Linked DNA regions of Sus scrofa: all the other regions are linked to region 2. The links are chromatin contacts, called in public Hi-C and HiChIP or PLAC-seq maps. All regions are on one chromosome and are shown on one strand. Each heading gives the region's core, a stretch centred on a gene start, on an enhancer-like site or on the middle of the called end of the contact. The rest is flanking DNA. Distances are from core to core; before and after follow the strand shown. Region 1 has its middle 160 kb from the start of ZFP36L1. Region 2 overlaps RAD51B (DNA repair protein RAD51 homolog 2). Region 3 overlaps RAD51B (DNA repair protein RAD51 homolog 2). Region 4 has its middle 120 kb from the start of ZFP36L1.

The links. A called contact is a pair of places that touch in the nucleus more often than the background predicts. HiChIP or PLAC-seq counts read pairs in DNA pulled down with a chosen protein or histone mark.
Region 1: a contact with region 2 is called in an H3K27ac HiChIP or PLAC-seq map of skeletal muscle, with 2.8 times the contacts expected there. The contact joins two enhancer-like sites. A contact is called at or near these places in 1 of 47 Hi-C or Micro-C datasets (skeletal muscle) and 1 of 2 datasets of contacts at active chromatin or transcription factors (skeletal muscle).
Region 3: a Hi-C map of skeletal muscle shows a contact between it and region 2, with 4 times the contacts expected there. The contact joins two enhancer-like sites. A contact is called at or near these places in 1 of 47 Hi-C or Micro-C datasets (skeletal muscle) and 2 of 2 datasets of contacts at active chromatin or transcription factors (alveolar macrophages and skeletal muscle).
Region 4: a contact with region 2 is called in an H3K27ac HiChIP or PLAC-seq map of skeletal muscle. The contact joins two enhancer-like sites. A contact is called at or near these places in 1 of 47 Hi-C or Micro-C datasets (embryonic fibroblasts) and 1 of 2 datasets of contacts at active chromatin or transcription factors (skeletal muscle).

Annotation. Positions count from the first base shown.
Region 1 is chr7:92,329,140-92,332,735 of Sscrofa11.1, forward strand. No RefSeq gene overlaps it. Among named protein-coding and RNA genes, the nearest start is that of ZFP36L1, 160 kb to the right of the region's middle. Within about 2 kb of position 1,587, at least 42 of the 83 cell types and tissues checked have an H3K27ac peak or open chromatin away from gene starts, as enhancers often do. A contact at or near this core is called in skeletal muscle, where this site is marked.
Region 2 is chr7:92,153,702-92,157,664 of Sscrofa11.1, forward strand. All of the region lies in intron 10 of RAD51B (DNA repair protein RAD51 homolog 2), which reads left to right. Among named protein-coding and RNA genes, the nearest start is that of ZFP36L1, 340 kb to the right of the region's middle. Within about 2 kb of position 1,735, at least 18 of the 83 cell types and tissues checked have an H3K27ac peak or open chromatin away from gene starts, as enhancers often do. A contact at or near this core is called in skeletal muscle, where this site is marked.
Region 3 is chr7:92,282,624-92,286,222 of Sscrofa11.1, forward strand. The region is part of intron 11 of RAD51B (DNA repair protein RAD51 homolog 2); the gene reads left to right. Among named protein-coding and RNA genes, the nearest start is that of ZFP36L1, 210 kb to the right of the region's middle. Within about 2 kb of position 1,283, at least 25 of the 83 cell types and tissues checked have an H3K27ac peak or open chromatin away from gene starts, as enhancers often do. A contact at or near this core is called in skeletal muscle, where this site is marked.
Region 4 is chr7:92,377,194-92,381,116 of Sscrofa11.1, forward strand. No RefSeq gene overlaps it. Among named protein-coding and RNA genes, the nearest start is that of ZFP36L1, 120 kb to the right of the region's middle. Within about 2 kb of position 1,683, at least 44 of the 83 cell types and tissues checked have an H3K27ac peak or open chromatin away from gene starts, as enhancers often do. A contact at or near this core is called in skeletal muscle, where this site is marked.

The sequences.
Region 1 (3,596 bases), core at 337-2,836, 180 kb after region 2:
AGTCAAAAGCAAAGAATGCAGGGCTGGCCTCTTCCTCTGCTCTCACCGTCATTGTCCCAGCTGTCCCGGGGTTAGGGCGGGGGCATGCTTCCCCTCCTAGCCGGTGCACAGCCCATGCCCTCAGCCCGGATTAGCTGTCCTTCCTCTTGGGCTGCCTGGCTGACTCCTGGCTCTTCCTTGAAGACTCGGCTCAGGCTTCTGCTGTCTCTGCCCTCCCACGGCGGCCCCTCTGCCCTCCCTCTGTCCTTACCCTTTCCACCCCGTGTCACCATCCCTGGCTGGCCTGGGAGAGCTCTGAGGGCAAGAGAACCCTCACAGCCTCAGCATCCATGCCAAGAGCCTGCTAAGGGACAGAGGAACAGAAGGACAGGAGACCCTCGGGAAGACCTCTTTGGCACCAGACTGCAGAGGGCGCATCGCCAGAGTGACCCAGCCCAGCCGTTCGGAGCGCCTTAGACACGCACGCATGCGCACACGCACGCACCAAACCCTTTCTTTCTCCTTCGGAAGCCAAACCAGTTGTCTCTAAATTCCTCTCTCTTTGCCCCAAGTTCCTCTCCTCGGGGGGCGGGGGGACCTCCTCGCCCACACTGGTGTGTTCCGTCTCAGCCCTCTGATGCTGCCCTTCACACCGCGGGATGGTTCTTTACGAAGGCTTTTCTCAAGTCAATTCGCTGACTTTTCCTCCAACCATAGGAGTCTTGCCGACTTCTTACCACTTTCCTCAGGCCAAAACAACCCAGAAATGCTGTCTGATCCAAAGCATTTCCCAGGGAGGGCGGCCAAGTGAGTGCAAGAGCCTCTCGGCCGTCTGGGACTGTGATGTGATGTCTGAACAGCCGCTTTAGAAACACTCCAGCCTTTTCCAGGGATGCCATCCAGGCGGGGACGCTCCACGTCAGCCCCTCACCGTGGTCTGGGGGTCCGGGGGGTAGATCTGGGAGCACCCGGGCAGGGAATGTCGCTGATGGGGCCCCTGTTGGCGTCACTGGATCGGCCATGAAGGCAAAGTGGGTCTGAGCGCCGCTTTGTCCCCTTCTACCCTCTGACTCTTTCTTGGCCTAACACACCCTGCCCTGCTGCCCTCAGCTGTGAGGATGGGAAGCAGCTGTCTGAAAAGCCTGAGGGGGGCAGCTCAGAGAAGCCCACCCCTGGCCCCCCACCCCACCCCCAGCATGGTACCCAGGGCGGGCTGGCTGAGCTGCTCTCTGCTCGGGTCAGTCAGTCCCACTTACTCTTCTGGTCCTTTGGAGCGCAAGCCTCTGGGGCAGAGCCCAGAGTCCACTTGATAGAAAGCGGATTCTTTTCGTGCAGGGCAAACGGCTCTGATCAGGACATGTCAGTGGAGGACGACTTGGCAGAGCTTCAATACCAAGGCTCGGATGCATCTTTTTCTGTGTGATTTCCTAAATTCAGGCAAGAAAGCGTGCCTCCCCCTGAGTGCCTGGCTCCCCCCACCAGCATTTGCATCCCCCCCCCCCCGCCCCCACCAGTGCTGTATAAAAGGAGCCAGTCGCAGGCCCCCAGTAAGGACAAGGCTGTGATTCAGCCAGGCTCCAGTGACATCCCAGCCCGTGAGAGCGCAGCTGGGGCAGTTTATGAACAGTGCTGGGTCCCAGGGGGAGGTCGGCCCTGTCCTCCAGCCCACAAGCCTCTATTGTTCGCTTTCTTGTTTTTCTCCAAATGTTGAGATGTGCTCAGAGCACAGAAAAGCCCCAAACGGAGGCCATCCGCCAGGGCCAGCCTGAGGCATGGAAGCCTGTGGCCAGAACTCTGTGGGCCTCCCCAACCCCCATCCCCGCCACCGCTACAGTTGTTCCCACCTCTCCCTAAGATGCCCCCCTGCTGGGGGTGGGGGCGGAGGGGGTGGCATCTTCTCAGCCAGCACTCTTTGGACAACAGTGGGCTCGGGCTGTCCCCCCGAGCAAGGTGTGAGACCACGGCACAGGCCCACTTGGTTGGCATCCAGGCGCAACTGCCCGTCATACCCTGGTTGATCCACTGTGTGGACAGGAAAGTCTCTTCTAATTGCTTGTCACTGGCCGTGGCAGTCTGACAGGAGCCATCCTGTGCTGGGTCCTGTCTCTATCAAGAACTTGGACTTCAAGATTCACCTCTTGGGAATGACCCCCCAGCTCTAGCTCTTCCTGGCTGTGCAATCTTGGACAAGTGACTTAGCTTCTCTGAGCCTCAGTTTCCTCCTAGGTAAAATGCCACCTCGCTCACAGAGAGCTCTTGTGGCTTTAACAGACCATCAAGGAAGGCACCAGCACGAAATGAACCCTCTGTAAATCTGGTTATTCGTCGTGTTATTCTTATGCTTATCTGTGACTGCTGTCACACCACCACTGTGAAGCCACCCTCTCTGCTTCAAGCACCCGATTTTGTACCTAAACCAAATGCCTCTGACTGTCTCCGGTTGGGGGTTAGAGAGCAGCTGTGCGAGACCTGCAGAGCCCCAGGAATGAAGGATGAGGTGCCTTGTGACTTAGGGGAGGAGAGAACGTGCTCAAAAGCCCGTCACCTCCCTCTCCCCCTCCCCTCAGCCCCGGATCCCTTTCTCTGGCGCTCATATTACCTGCCCTCCCCCACCATTGACTGTTCTCAGCCCTGCCACGTGGCCCTGTGTTCCAGGAGCCCCCCAAAACCTCCATCCCTTCCAGGAAAGCCCCTCTTCCCAAGGTGGGGGCTGGGGAGGAGACGGGATGCACAGAGGTGGAGTTTCTGGAAATTTTGCCAAATCAAGAGGTGGGTGGGGATCCGGATCCTGACCTCCAAGTTCGGGAGTTGCTAAACTCAGATTAGAGATTGGGGCTCCATTTACAGCAGCCTGAAGAGCCTTGGTGTGAAGGAAGGGGGACAAGAGTTGGGTGGGGGCTCCCCAGAGAAAGCTAGAGAGGTTCTGAGTGCCAGTCCCCCCTGCCTGGGGTCAGTGAGTTCCATCCCTGTTGGGGGCTCTGGGGCTTCTGCTTCCTAGAAACAGAACGGAGCTGATGGCCCTTTGGATTCATTACTCCTTTCCAGAATAAGGCCCTGGGAGCCTCCTGACAGGGCCATATGGTTTCCTTATCGTCCTTATCTCCCAGCACTCACCTTCCATTTGGAATGTTTATCCCAAGATAAAGATCAGATTCCACTTAGGATGATTGAATGGGGGCCTCCTCCGGGTATTTCCCCCACAATTTCAACTGAATGGGCGATCGGAGCCAATAATAGAAGAGCCAGACCAGCCTTGGATCATGGATCTGGCTCCCCTGCCTGCCAGTCACCCTCGGGGCGCCCCCAGCCTCCTCTCCCCCTCTTCCACCTGGGCAGCTCCACCTTTACCTGCTTGAGATAGCTGAGTTCGCGTAGAATTTCCATTTCTGTGGGACAAGGTGTCAGTACCTTAAATGATGCTTTCAAAATCAGACATCTGATATCAGACCGGGGCTTTTCAATAGAAATGCAATGCAAACCACAAATGCCAGCCCATATGCAATTTTGTATTTTCTGGTAGCCACATTAAAAAGGTAAAAATGAACAGGTAAAATTAATTTTAAGGCTATATTTCATGGATAAGTATACTCATATAATATTTATTCTAATTAATACAA
Region 2 (3,963 bases), core at 485-2,984:
TTTGGGAAATTCTCAAATGTGTGCATATTAAACACTCAGTTCTAAATAAGAAACAAGTGAAAGGATAAATAACCAGAGAAATTAGAAAATACTTTGAGGAGTTCCCTGATGGTCCTGTAGCTGAGGATTCAGTGTTGTCACTGTTATGGCTTGGGTTCTACCCATGGCTCCAGAACTTCTGTGTGCTATGGGTGTGGCCAAAGGAAAAAAATACTTTGAGAAAACAAAAACAAAAATATAGTATACCAAAACATATGAGATGCAGCAGAAGCAGTGCTTGGAGAGAATTTTATAGCTTAAACACCTATATCAAAAAAGAAGTTTGGAGTTCCTGTCATGGCTCCGTGGTTAACGAACCTGACTAGTATTCATGAGGACGTGGGTTCGATCCCTGGCTTCACTCAGTGGGTTAAGGATCCAGTGTTGCCATGAGCTGTGGTGTAGGTTGCAGATGCAGCTTGGATCCTGAGTTGCTGTGGCGTAAGCCAGTGGCTACAGCTCCAATTAGACCCCTAGCTTGGGAACTTTCACATGCTGTGAGTGTGGCCCTAAAAAAGCCAAAAAAAAAAAAAAAAAAGAATTTTATTGTATGTAAATTTACCTCAATAAAGCTGATATTTAATGTAGAAAGACTTAATGATAGACATTCTCTGATGGTATAAATTTGCGTACTACCATATGTGTGTAGTCACTAAATTCTCTCTGATTTTAGTAAAATTTTGGAAGAATCACTAACCCTTTTGTATTACAAATAAAGTTCACGGAAAAAGAAAACCTAACATGGTTTTTAAAATATGTGAACAAATATTAAGCTTATAGTTAATTACATGCATGTGAAAGTATTTAGAGGAAAGTGCAGTGATGTTTGCAATTTACTCTGATTCAAAACAACAAAATAATAAGATGGATTGATGGATGGATAGATAAAGGATAGGCTTATGGGTATTCACTATAAAATTCTTCTAATTTTGCTGCATGTTTTGAAATTTTTCATAATAAAATGATGGGGAAAATAATAAACTCAAAACTCCACGCTAACCCAGAACTCTTACCATCCCATAATGTACTAAGTTAATAGCCTATTGATCTGAAGAAATTAATGTTTTATTTAAGGAACGGGCTCTTTTAGTTTATAAACTTTGGAAACCTAGTAAATTATTTAAACGTTTTTAAGTGATCACCTCACCCAGAGAGATATTATAAAAGAGCGTAATGACACTCTTGGGGGGAATAAGATCTTGTCGCCTCAGGGCCAAACTTTCTAGGAGGCTCTTCCCAGGGCTTAGAATTATATTTCATAAGGGATTCGGATCAACTTCAGATTTCTGCCCTTCATTTCTGTAGGAAAAGTTGTGAAATAGGCCACATGTAGATAAATTAATACATTCATGCCTGCTCAAACACGGTTCATTTTTCCACCCTGTCATTTTCCAGCACTCTATTACTTCTACAGATCTCGCTCCCCTATTTTGAGAAGGCAGTTCAGACACCATTAAATCCCTCTCTACTCTCCCCTCATCATCTTGCAAAGCTGTTGGTACGAGGCTTCAGTGTTCCATGGAGAGTGATTTTCCAAGTGATGAAGCAGATTCTAATCAGTATACAGTCCAGATATGGACTGGGCCCTGGACCTCTGCCACCTTTCCCTCCAGCTCTCTTAACACAATGCCTAGGGAATTCCTTTGAGGATCACTGAGTATACTTAAGGCCCCCCTGATCCTGTGGCCTCCTTCCAGCCACAGAGATCTTCCTGTCTGGAGCATTTCCGGCCCTTCTGTCCCTTGGCTTGGAGAGTTCAGCTCAACCTGGGGAAAGGACAGAAGACTTGAGGTTATCAAAAGCCTGTTGAATTATCTGATGCAAGACTGGCTGGCTTGTTTGCCTCCCTGGCTCTCTTCCTGGGCTTCAAAGCAGCTGAGAAAACAACCTTTTTCTAAGTCTTGGACAAGGAGGAAAATCCCTGGCATGGAGGATTTCTGTCGCAGACATTTGGCACAGCTAGAGGAAAGGTTTGGTTAGTTTAGCAATGGGTTTTATTAGCCCAGGCATCCAGTTGAAATGAGATAATAGGGTCCCTGTTGAACCCTGTTGATTTTAGAGTCAGTGGGCTTGCTTCCTTGTTTCTCAGGAGGACCTTCGCATACAGATGAAAGTAATAGATGTGTTGAGCAGCGCCATTGCTGGCGAGTCCATCGGATACCATTTAATCTTGCTGATCGTGGGGGAGACTGAGAGAGGGTTAAAAAGTTAGCAAGCTCGAAAATCGTGGATGCATGCAAAGTCCTATTTCTGAGCGATCTCAACTGCTTCTCACTCCAGTTTTCTTGGCTGGACACGTTTTGGTGGAGGTCCTGCATCTCATAGACAGAAAGAAAGGAATAGAAAGAAAGCCAGGCCCAGCACCTGCCCCTACAGGAAGCAACTCTGCCTAACACATTCCCGCGGCCAGCTCATTTTACTCTGCCCTTTGCCCCCAACCAATATGAGAATCGGGGTAATGGGTGGGAAGGGAACGGATATAAAAGAGAGGAAGGATTCATTAGCACTGTTAAAGGAAGCCTGCCTGGCACAGGAATTGGAGAAGAGAAAGGGGAGGAATCAGGGCCAGCTTACTCTCAGCACATGGCTGCCTGTTCATGTCTGCTTCCCTGGGCTACAAAAGGAAAACTCACTTTTTCCTAAAGCTGGGGCTCTTTTGCAGGAACTCATCTACCCTGCCAGGACCAGAACTCTGTAAAAACAGCCTCCAGGATGGCCTGGAGTTCCTGCCATCCTACCCAAAGTTCCTGACATCTTTGTGCTGTCTTCTCCACACCAGTCTCTCGACACCCCCCTCGGAGGAGGAGGGCTAGGCTGGGTGGCTCCAGAGGAGGGTCATACCTATACTTTAAAAAGACACAGGCACTATCCCTAGAAGGTGTCACCATCCTCAGGGCAGCCTGAGGTTCCTATGCCCAGCACTTTCTGTTCTACGGCTCCTTTTCCACTTTCTGAGCCTCTTGGAAGTGGGATCAGGCCAGGAAAAACATGTGATGCTATAGCAAGCTGAAACCAAAGGCTTGACTTTGGTCCTGCCCAGGCAGAGAATCTTGGCGGTGATTGACGGGGTAGACTGCTCTTTTCTATGGTATCTTCTAAGTCCCCCAAGTTCGGGGATGGGGTGCCAGATCAATCCTCAAAATGGATATGTCAGAGCTTCTGAGGGTCACCCGTTTTTTTTATTTCATCACTGAGCTTCTGTTATATATACAGCCCCATACCAGAGGGCAGGGAGACTAGCAGAAGAAGCCATAATGGTGAAGATCTCCGCCTTCAAATCCATGGCAGGAGATTCAGGTAACGGGAACCATAAACTGGTAAAGAAAACAGTAACTACTGTTTGAGAGGTACAAATAGAGGGCGATGACTCAGAGGGAGACTACCTCAGGCTGGAGGAGCTTTCTGGAAGAGGTAGTAGCATTTTTATGGGGTTCAAAGAATAGGTAGGATTTGGACATTCAGAATGAAGGGCAGGAGTTCCCGTCACAGCTCAGTGGAAACGAATCTGACCAGCATCCATGAGGACGCAGGTTCCATCCCTGGTCTTGCTCAGTGGGTTAAGGGTCCGGCATTGCCATGAGCTGTGGTGGAGGTCGAAGATGCAGCTCAGATCCCGCATTGCTGTGGCTGTGGTGTAGGCCAACAGCTCCAGCTTCAATTCAACCCCTCGCCTGGGAACCTCCATATGCCTCAGGTGCAGCCCTAAAAAAAAAGACCAAAAAAGAAAAAAGAAATGTAAGGCAGAAAGAAGATTGGTAGTAGGCAAGCTTGTAAACTGCTGAATCAAATTACATGGATGCCCTGTCCAGTTCTCTTCTTTGTCTTGACTTGTGCAGCATCCATGCAGCAGAAAAAAATGCCCTAATCTGTTACATTTTCTGCCTCATTCAATATACTAGCCCATGGAAGTGGAGTGACCTGCAC
Region 3 (3,599 bases), core at 33-2,532, 130 kb after region 2:
CGCCCTTGCCGTCGCGCGGGTAGCTGGGGGTGAAGGACGGAATGAAAGCCAACAGGCAGAGCCAGGCCGAGAGGTGGGACTTCTAGGAAGAGGAGACGCAGCATCTGACTTTGCTAATGGAGCCTCATACACAGCACTGTGGCCATGTTTCCCAAGATGTAGTGCAGAGTCTGGATGTTCTTTCTTTTGTTTTTTCTTTTTTTTATTTTAGGCCCACACCCGTGGCATATGGAGGTACCCAGTCTAGGGTTGAATTGGAGCTGCAGCCACTGGCCTACATCACAGCCACAGCAACGCCAGATCTGAGCCGTGTCTGCCACCTACACCACAGCTCACAGCAATGCTGGATCCTCAACCCGCTACGCAAGACCAGGGATCGAACTCACATCCTCATGGATCCTAGTCGGGTGTATCAACAGCTGAGCCACGAAGGGAACTCCTGGATTTCATTTCTTTTGCCATCTCTGTGTTTCCTTGTGAGATGATAGGATTCTCCCGGTGGCGGGGGTGGGGGGACTAACCCACTGCTCAGAGTCCCGTGTTGGTGTGTTCTCTAGCGTAGTCCTCTGTGCTCTCCCGGGATAATATAATGGGGCCTGCTGGGACCCTAAGGTCCCCATGAATGCCAGGCTCATTTTGCAGAGCTGGTTCCCAACGGTGCTGGGCTGGAGTTGCTTTTGGGGTGAGTTCCGGGGAGGAGAGAGAAGGACAGTGCCTGGGCGCTCCCTGGAAGGTGCCGGCTGGTGACCCGGGTGAGTCACGTAACCAGGCTAAGCCTCAGTTTCCTCCTGGGATGATTATAGGAAGACAACAAACTCCCTGAAGATGCCATGCAAGTCTCTACCCGTTTGGGGATGACGGGATGGCTGGGGGATTCAATGAGGGGATGCTGAGAAGGATCCTGGGACAGAGAGATGTGTGTGGTTTTCCATGCATGTGAGCGGCCGCGTGCTTAGGGTTGTCAGAAGAGGTGGGCCTTGCACGGTTGGCCTCGGAAGAAGATAACAAATAGGGGCGTGGCCTCCAGTTGCAAACTCAGCCTCCGTGATGCTGTGCGGGGGGCAGCTGACCCTTCCCTCTCTCGCCTTCAGATTTGTTTCACTGCAGAAGTTGAGACATGTGGCTTACCAGGCGACCCCAGGGAGTTTAGAGCTTGACATAAATATAGGCTCAAAACTGCTGTCACATCCCTGCCCCCATGACCGCCGCGGGCCCCTCCCAACTCAGGGACGGCGGCGCTTCCTCCCTCTCCCTCTCGCTTCCTCTCCTTCTGGAAGCCCGGCCGGGGCTGAGCCCTGGAGAAGGTGTCTCCTCCGCACGTATGCTGGTCCCAGAGGCCCTGCACGGGTAGACGAGGCTCGTCCTGATCCAGCACAGACTCTCCTCTTCCTGGGTTTGTTAGAAGCCTGACCAGACCCCCGAGTCTTATGACTTCAACAGATGTTTCTGCTTAAGCAGCCCTGGCATCTTTATGGCCTGTTTTTTCCATTCTTGCTTCTCTTCCTCTGTCCCAGCAGCCCTGAACGCAATTTGGACTTCATCTTCTTTCTAATGGTTACAGGGAGAGCGAGGACTATTTTCCCCCCTTCTTTTCCTTGTTCCCTAGCTCTTCAAGTGACACACACACACGCACAGTCCCTGGGCAGGAGGATCTGCGTTCGTGGTGCATGTTGGTCCATGTTGCGCTGACATTTATTTTCACTTCAGACGGAGCCCCAGTTCAAAGCCTCCCTCCCTGCCTCCACCCACACCTCGCATTCATCCCCTGCTTGTCCACACACGGGTCACCCCAGGGCCACTGATCAGTGGGTCCTCCCAGATGCTGATTCTGAAAGCTCTCGCTGGCCTCAGCCTCTGCCCGTCCCTCCAGCAAGACCTGAAGAGCCTGGTGTCCCGCGGATCTGGGAAGGCTTCACTGGCGAGGGACGACGGAGGGCTGAGACCACAGTTACCATGCATCGCATCCAACTGCCCAGCCAGCTGGTCTGCCCAGGCTCAGGTGGGGCCAAGGTGACAGCTGTTAAAAAATGGAGCCAGTTTTCCAACAGTAGGTGACAGCTTGAAACCAGTCTGGCTGCTCCTCGCATCAACACCTATAATTCCACCCAGCTTGCCACCGCAGTGAGGCGTTCACACCCTTTGTCTGCCCCGCAGGGCTGGGGGTGCTCACATGTCTCCGACTCTGGTTCCCAGAGCAAGGATGGCCTGGAGACGTCACGTCTTCGGCTGAAGGCCTGTCCATGCTGAAGGCCCCTGGAGCTCAGAAAGCTTTGTGGTCTCCCAAGACTGAGGAGTGGAACTGGATTCCTCCACTGGGCTCCCACTGCGGGTATAGACAGATCTGCCTGGAGTGCTGAAGGTTGACACCACCAGCTGCCTCAGCTGGGTGGCTCATGGCTGAGGAGGGCTGTCACCTTAATTCCATCACATCCCTGCAGGCTTTCTACCTGAGCGTCTAGGGACCCCTGCTCAGTCTCAGGGTATGTTAAGAGCATGAGCTACCATAGATGCTGACGGGGCGGTGGGGGGGGAGGCACCAAGAAGACCCACCCTCAACTCAGAGATGCGATGGTGGAGCTCAGCCCCACAAGGTTCTCCTCAGCGACCATCCACCGGAGAAGGGCCAGGCAGCCCCGTCCCCTCCTCTCACCATAGGGGCAGTGTCGCCTCGTATATCGCCCCCATCAGCCTTCTCTTCTCTCCTTCCTTTGACGTAAGCTCTTCTTCTTATTGAAGCAAGTTGAGCCCCTGGTTCTTACTTGTTACCGTTTTGCTGAGGCGTGACAGCCTCCCATGATCGATTAAGGGAGGCTGCCTGGAAAAGGCAGCCACCGTGGGATTGGAGCTCAGGATCCTATAGCAGGTGACACACGCCAGGCCTGTGGGAAGTGGATGCTGGGAGAAGCCCAGAAGCAGGATGACGGTCCCCTGTGCTGGGCACCGCTGAGCCGGAGGTGCTGGACGGCTGCCACATGCTTCTCAAGCCTGTCTCTTCTGTTTGCTTCACTTGCTACACATTTGCCCACGAAGAAGAAGGGAGCTGTCTCCGTGACTTTCCCATTCCTACATACGTCCAGAATTCCCCTCCACCACGGACACTTCTCCAGAAACAATGATATCGTAATAGCATAACCAGAGATCCTGCTGATGGTTAAAATCAAATCCACAGCCCGGTCGGTCTGCCTTTCTCCTTCCTTCCCTGGGCGTTTGCCCTTTTGTGTGTATGTGAAGGGTCGGGGCGGAGGAGGGGATTGAGTTGGGGAACTGGGGTTGCCTGTTTCCTCTCGGCTGCTCCCCGGGGTTCCCACAACAAGGATCTACAACAGCATCTCTCCCCTCGCTGCCAAGGAGCTCGCTGGGTTCCTGCTGCCACGTGAGGCTCTGGCTCTGCCTCTCCCCAGGCAGATCTTTAGGGATCCCGAACGGCCCCTGGACTCATCATCCCTGGGGATGTGAAACTGATTGACCAGCAGATGCCCCTGCACAGTCCTCCTGTCACCTCCCTTTTCTCCTGTCACTAGTGGATCCCACTGGAAGAACAGAGCCTGGGAAACAAACTGTGTGGAGCTGGGCACAGACAGAGGTGACAAGTGACTTCC
Region 4 (3,923 bases), core at 433-2,932, 220 kb after region 2:
GGGAGTCTGCAAGGGGCTAAGTTTTAGATGAAAACTTCTAAGAGATGACAAGTGAGCAAGGTCTAACAGCGAGGAACAGGAAGAACAGAGAAGATAAAGGAAGAGACGAGCCTCCAAACAACATTCAGGGAAAAGGCTGTGCCAGGGGCTACAGGGACCTGTGTCTGGGTTCACTCTTCATGGGCAGAGTCCGGGCAAAGGATGAGTCAGGTACAAAAAACAAAGCGGGCAAGATGGGGTGAGTGGTGCCTGCTGATTAGGTTTGATGAGCTCATGTCTTAAGTAGAAAAGGAACGTGATCAGTTCTGCTTCTGAGCCCCGCGTGGAAGATAGCTAAGGAGTGGGCCAACCTGAAGATGGCACCATCCTGGAACACAGCCCTGAAATACTCTGTCCTGGGCCACTGTGTCAAGAACCACTCTCCCCTTCATCACATGGCACCAGAGTTCCCAGGGAACAAGGCTCTCTCCTCTGTTGAGAGCTTGAGCCGGCCCCAGAGGAAGAAGCATTAGGACTAAGCCCTGCATCTTTCTGTCCAGTTTCCCCCGTGCCTTGAACTTCTACCACCTCCCTTCCCTTGCCAGCAACCTGGAGGAGAGGAAACTCTACCCTGATTTTTTTGTTGTTGGTTTTTTTCTTTGGTTTTTTAGGGCCACACCCTCAGCATATGGAAATTCCCAGGCTAGGGATCAAATGGAAGTTGCAGCTGCCAACCTACACCACAGCCACAGCCACATGGGATCTGAGTTTTGTCTGCGACCTACACCACAGCTCACGGCAACGCCAGATCCTTAACCCACTGAGCGAGGCCAGGGATCGAACCTGCATCCTCATGGCTACTAGTCAGATTTGTTTCTGCTGAGGCCAGGGATCGAACCTGCATCCTCATGGCTACTAGTCAGATTTGTTTCTGCTGCGCCATGACGGAAACTCCCTATCCTAATTTTAACGTAGGAGCCACTGAGACTTGCATATATTAAGTGACTTCCTCCAGATCACACAAGACTCCACCCATCGCTCGGCCACCAACTTTGCATCTCATCTGCACCCACCTGTCTCCATCAATCCTAACGAGTCAGTCAGCTTTTCCCATCCCTAGGCCAGACACCTCCTCAAATAACAAACTGATTGATCTCTAGAAAAACCAAAGGCCAGTTCCAGTGGTCAAACACTGCAAGCTAGAGAGTTTCTCCCAAAAGTTCTATGGGAAGCCCAAGAATTCTGAATTCCAAAGCCAGCCAAATTTGGATTTCCTCTGTAAAGAGACCATCCGTCCCTGCAAAGAACATACCCTACCCCGTGTAGTTAGTTCCATGTTTCCTAATAACTTTTGCTTACACCACAAAATTGTCATAGATTATGGAAACACAAAAGCCTTGGAAAAGAAGAAAAAAAAAAAAAAATGTCCCGAGGCCCCTGGAAGTCATTATTCCTTCCTTTAGCAATTGCTGAGTTAAGCAGCAAAAATATGGTTTTCATCGTGCACCCCTCCCCCACCCCCCACTCTCTCTCTCTCTCTCTCTCTCTCTCTCTCTCTCACACACACACACACACACACACACACACTCAGACACACTCACATAGATGATCTGCTGGACATATGTTCACAAGAAAGCGGGCCTGTGGGGTGGGAGAAGATTCACATGTTGTGAGTCAAGAGCTTGAACATTTGAAAAGAAAAAGTGGGAGAGGGCGGGGAGTTTGCAGCCCTGGAAATGGAATATCCAGAGGATTTATTGCCTTTGAGTATCTCACGAGGCATTTTTTTTTATAAAAATCTGTAACTTATGGCTTTTTTTTTTTTTTTTTTTTTTTTTTTTTTTGTATAGGGCAGTAAACAAGAGCTCTGAAAGGGGAAGGAAGCCAGGAGAAAGCCAGCTCCATTAGTCACGCAGCTGCATATCCTGTCACAAAGGACCCCAGTTGAGTAATCGCCCAAAATATGCCTGTTATTTTTTTTTTCTGTCAGAAAAAAAATGGGGCCTGCCAAAATGTACTGTAAAAAGGAAAAAAATCTAGTCTCTCAGCCCCAGAGGGGGAAAGGAAAAGAAAGAAGAAACAGACGTGACTTCTCAGCACTTCTAACCCTTTCCCCAACTTATCTTTAAAAGAAAAAGCCCTCAGACTCTTCACAGCGATGGAGCTGGCTGGAAAAAAGCTGGCTCTTTGAGATGCTCCAGGTCTCAGAGGCCGTGCAGTTCCATGGTGCTGAGAGCTTAGAAAGAAGAGGGCCGTCGGAGAAAGAAGGAGAAGGACAGCCCCCAGCAGAGAGGAAAGAAGACAGGCCAATTGAACGAGGCCTTTGCTGGACCCAGTGAGCGAGCTCTGTCCCACAGGGAAGCTGGGCAGCCCCCTCCAGTTTCATGAGCATCGCATGGGCCCAGCCTGTGGCCGAGCACGCTTTTTCTGATGGCCTCAGCGAAACCACCATTGTCTCCAGCCTCCAACGTGCCCTAGGCTGTTTGGGCCACAGAATGGACAAGAAGAATTTGTGTGGCTGGACATCTGACTCTGGGGAAGTCTGAAGAAGAGGATCTGGAAAGGACCAGAGCTGCCTCCAGTCTCAGGAATTTCCCCGAATTGGCTTTGCAAAACCCCTCCATGCCAGGCTCCTGGTGGGGAAACTGAGGCACAGCCAACGAAGCTGTTCTGAAGCCTGGTGCAGTGGCTGCCTCTCTGCCGCACCCTCATTCCCTTGGCTCTCAGGATCAGGATGCGCAGAGCGGTCAGTCCAAACAGAGAGACTCTTGGAAAGTCGCAGCTTTCCACCTGCTCACATTCTGGTCTAGTCAGAACTGTCCACGGGGAAAGGGGTTGTCTGAACCCAGGTGATAAAAAAAAAAAAAAAAAGCAGGAGGTCTTCTCCTTAAGAAAGAGAATAGAGGCCAAAAGGGAGGAATGGGGAGTTCCCGTCGTGGCGCAGTGGTTAACGAATCCGACTAGGAACCATGAGGTTGCGGGTTCGATCCCTGCCCTTGCTCAGTGGGGTAACGATCCGGCGTTGCTGTGAGCTGTGGTGTAGGTTACAGACGCGGCTCGGATCCCGCGTTGCTGTGGCTCTGGCGTAGGCCGGTGGCTACAGCTCCGATTCAACCCCTAGCCTGGGAACCTCCATATGCCGCGGGAGCAGCCCAAGAAATAGCAACAACAACAACAGCAGCAAAAAAAAAAAAAAAAGACAAAAGACAAAAAATTAAAAAAAAAAAAAAAAAAAAAAAAAAGGGAGGAATGGGCAGAGGCACTGCTTTTGCTCTGGGCTGTCTGGAGCCTGTCTTCAGAGAAGCCAGCCTCAGCACCACAGGGCAGGGCTGGGAGAAGATCCTTTCTGGGAGCTTCTGTAGCTGCCTGAGTCCTAATCTGGCTGCTTGACTTTGGGGTCAGGGGAACTCCAACTTCACGGCCAAGTCCATCCCCATGCCACTTGCTGCAGGGAGGCCCAATTTTACCCAAAGCAAGGCCTTCCCAGCTCTTCCAGGCCTTTGAGCCCTGCCCATCCTGTCCAAGGCACAATCTCGAAGCCAGTCCTGAGCTTCATGTCCCAGCTCTGGCCTCCTGCTTCCCCGGGGACAGCTAATTGACACCTAAAGCCATCCAAAGGATGCAGTGACTTCCTGCAAAGACCTGGCTGTGAGGTGAAAGAGCAGCGTCTCCTCCCAGCTTTGCTGCTGATTTACTGTGGGATTTCGGGCAACGCAAATGAACTCTCTGTGACCAACTCTTAGTCTGAGCCTCTACATGCTGCAACGGGCAGGGTACTGGGAATTCAGTGATGGAGAACACAGATCTGGCCCCTTTCCTCATGTGAAATCTGGGCACCCTTTCCCGCCCCTGCTGCAACACAGGATCTCTTGCGTTTCCTGAAACCACTTCCTTCGGTGGCTGAGTCTAGGGGTTAAGGGATGGGATAGGAACAAATATAACAA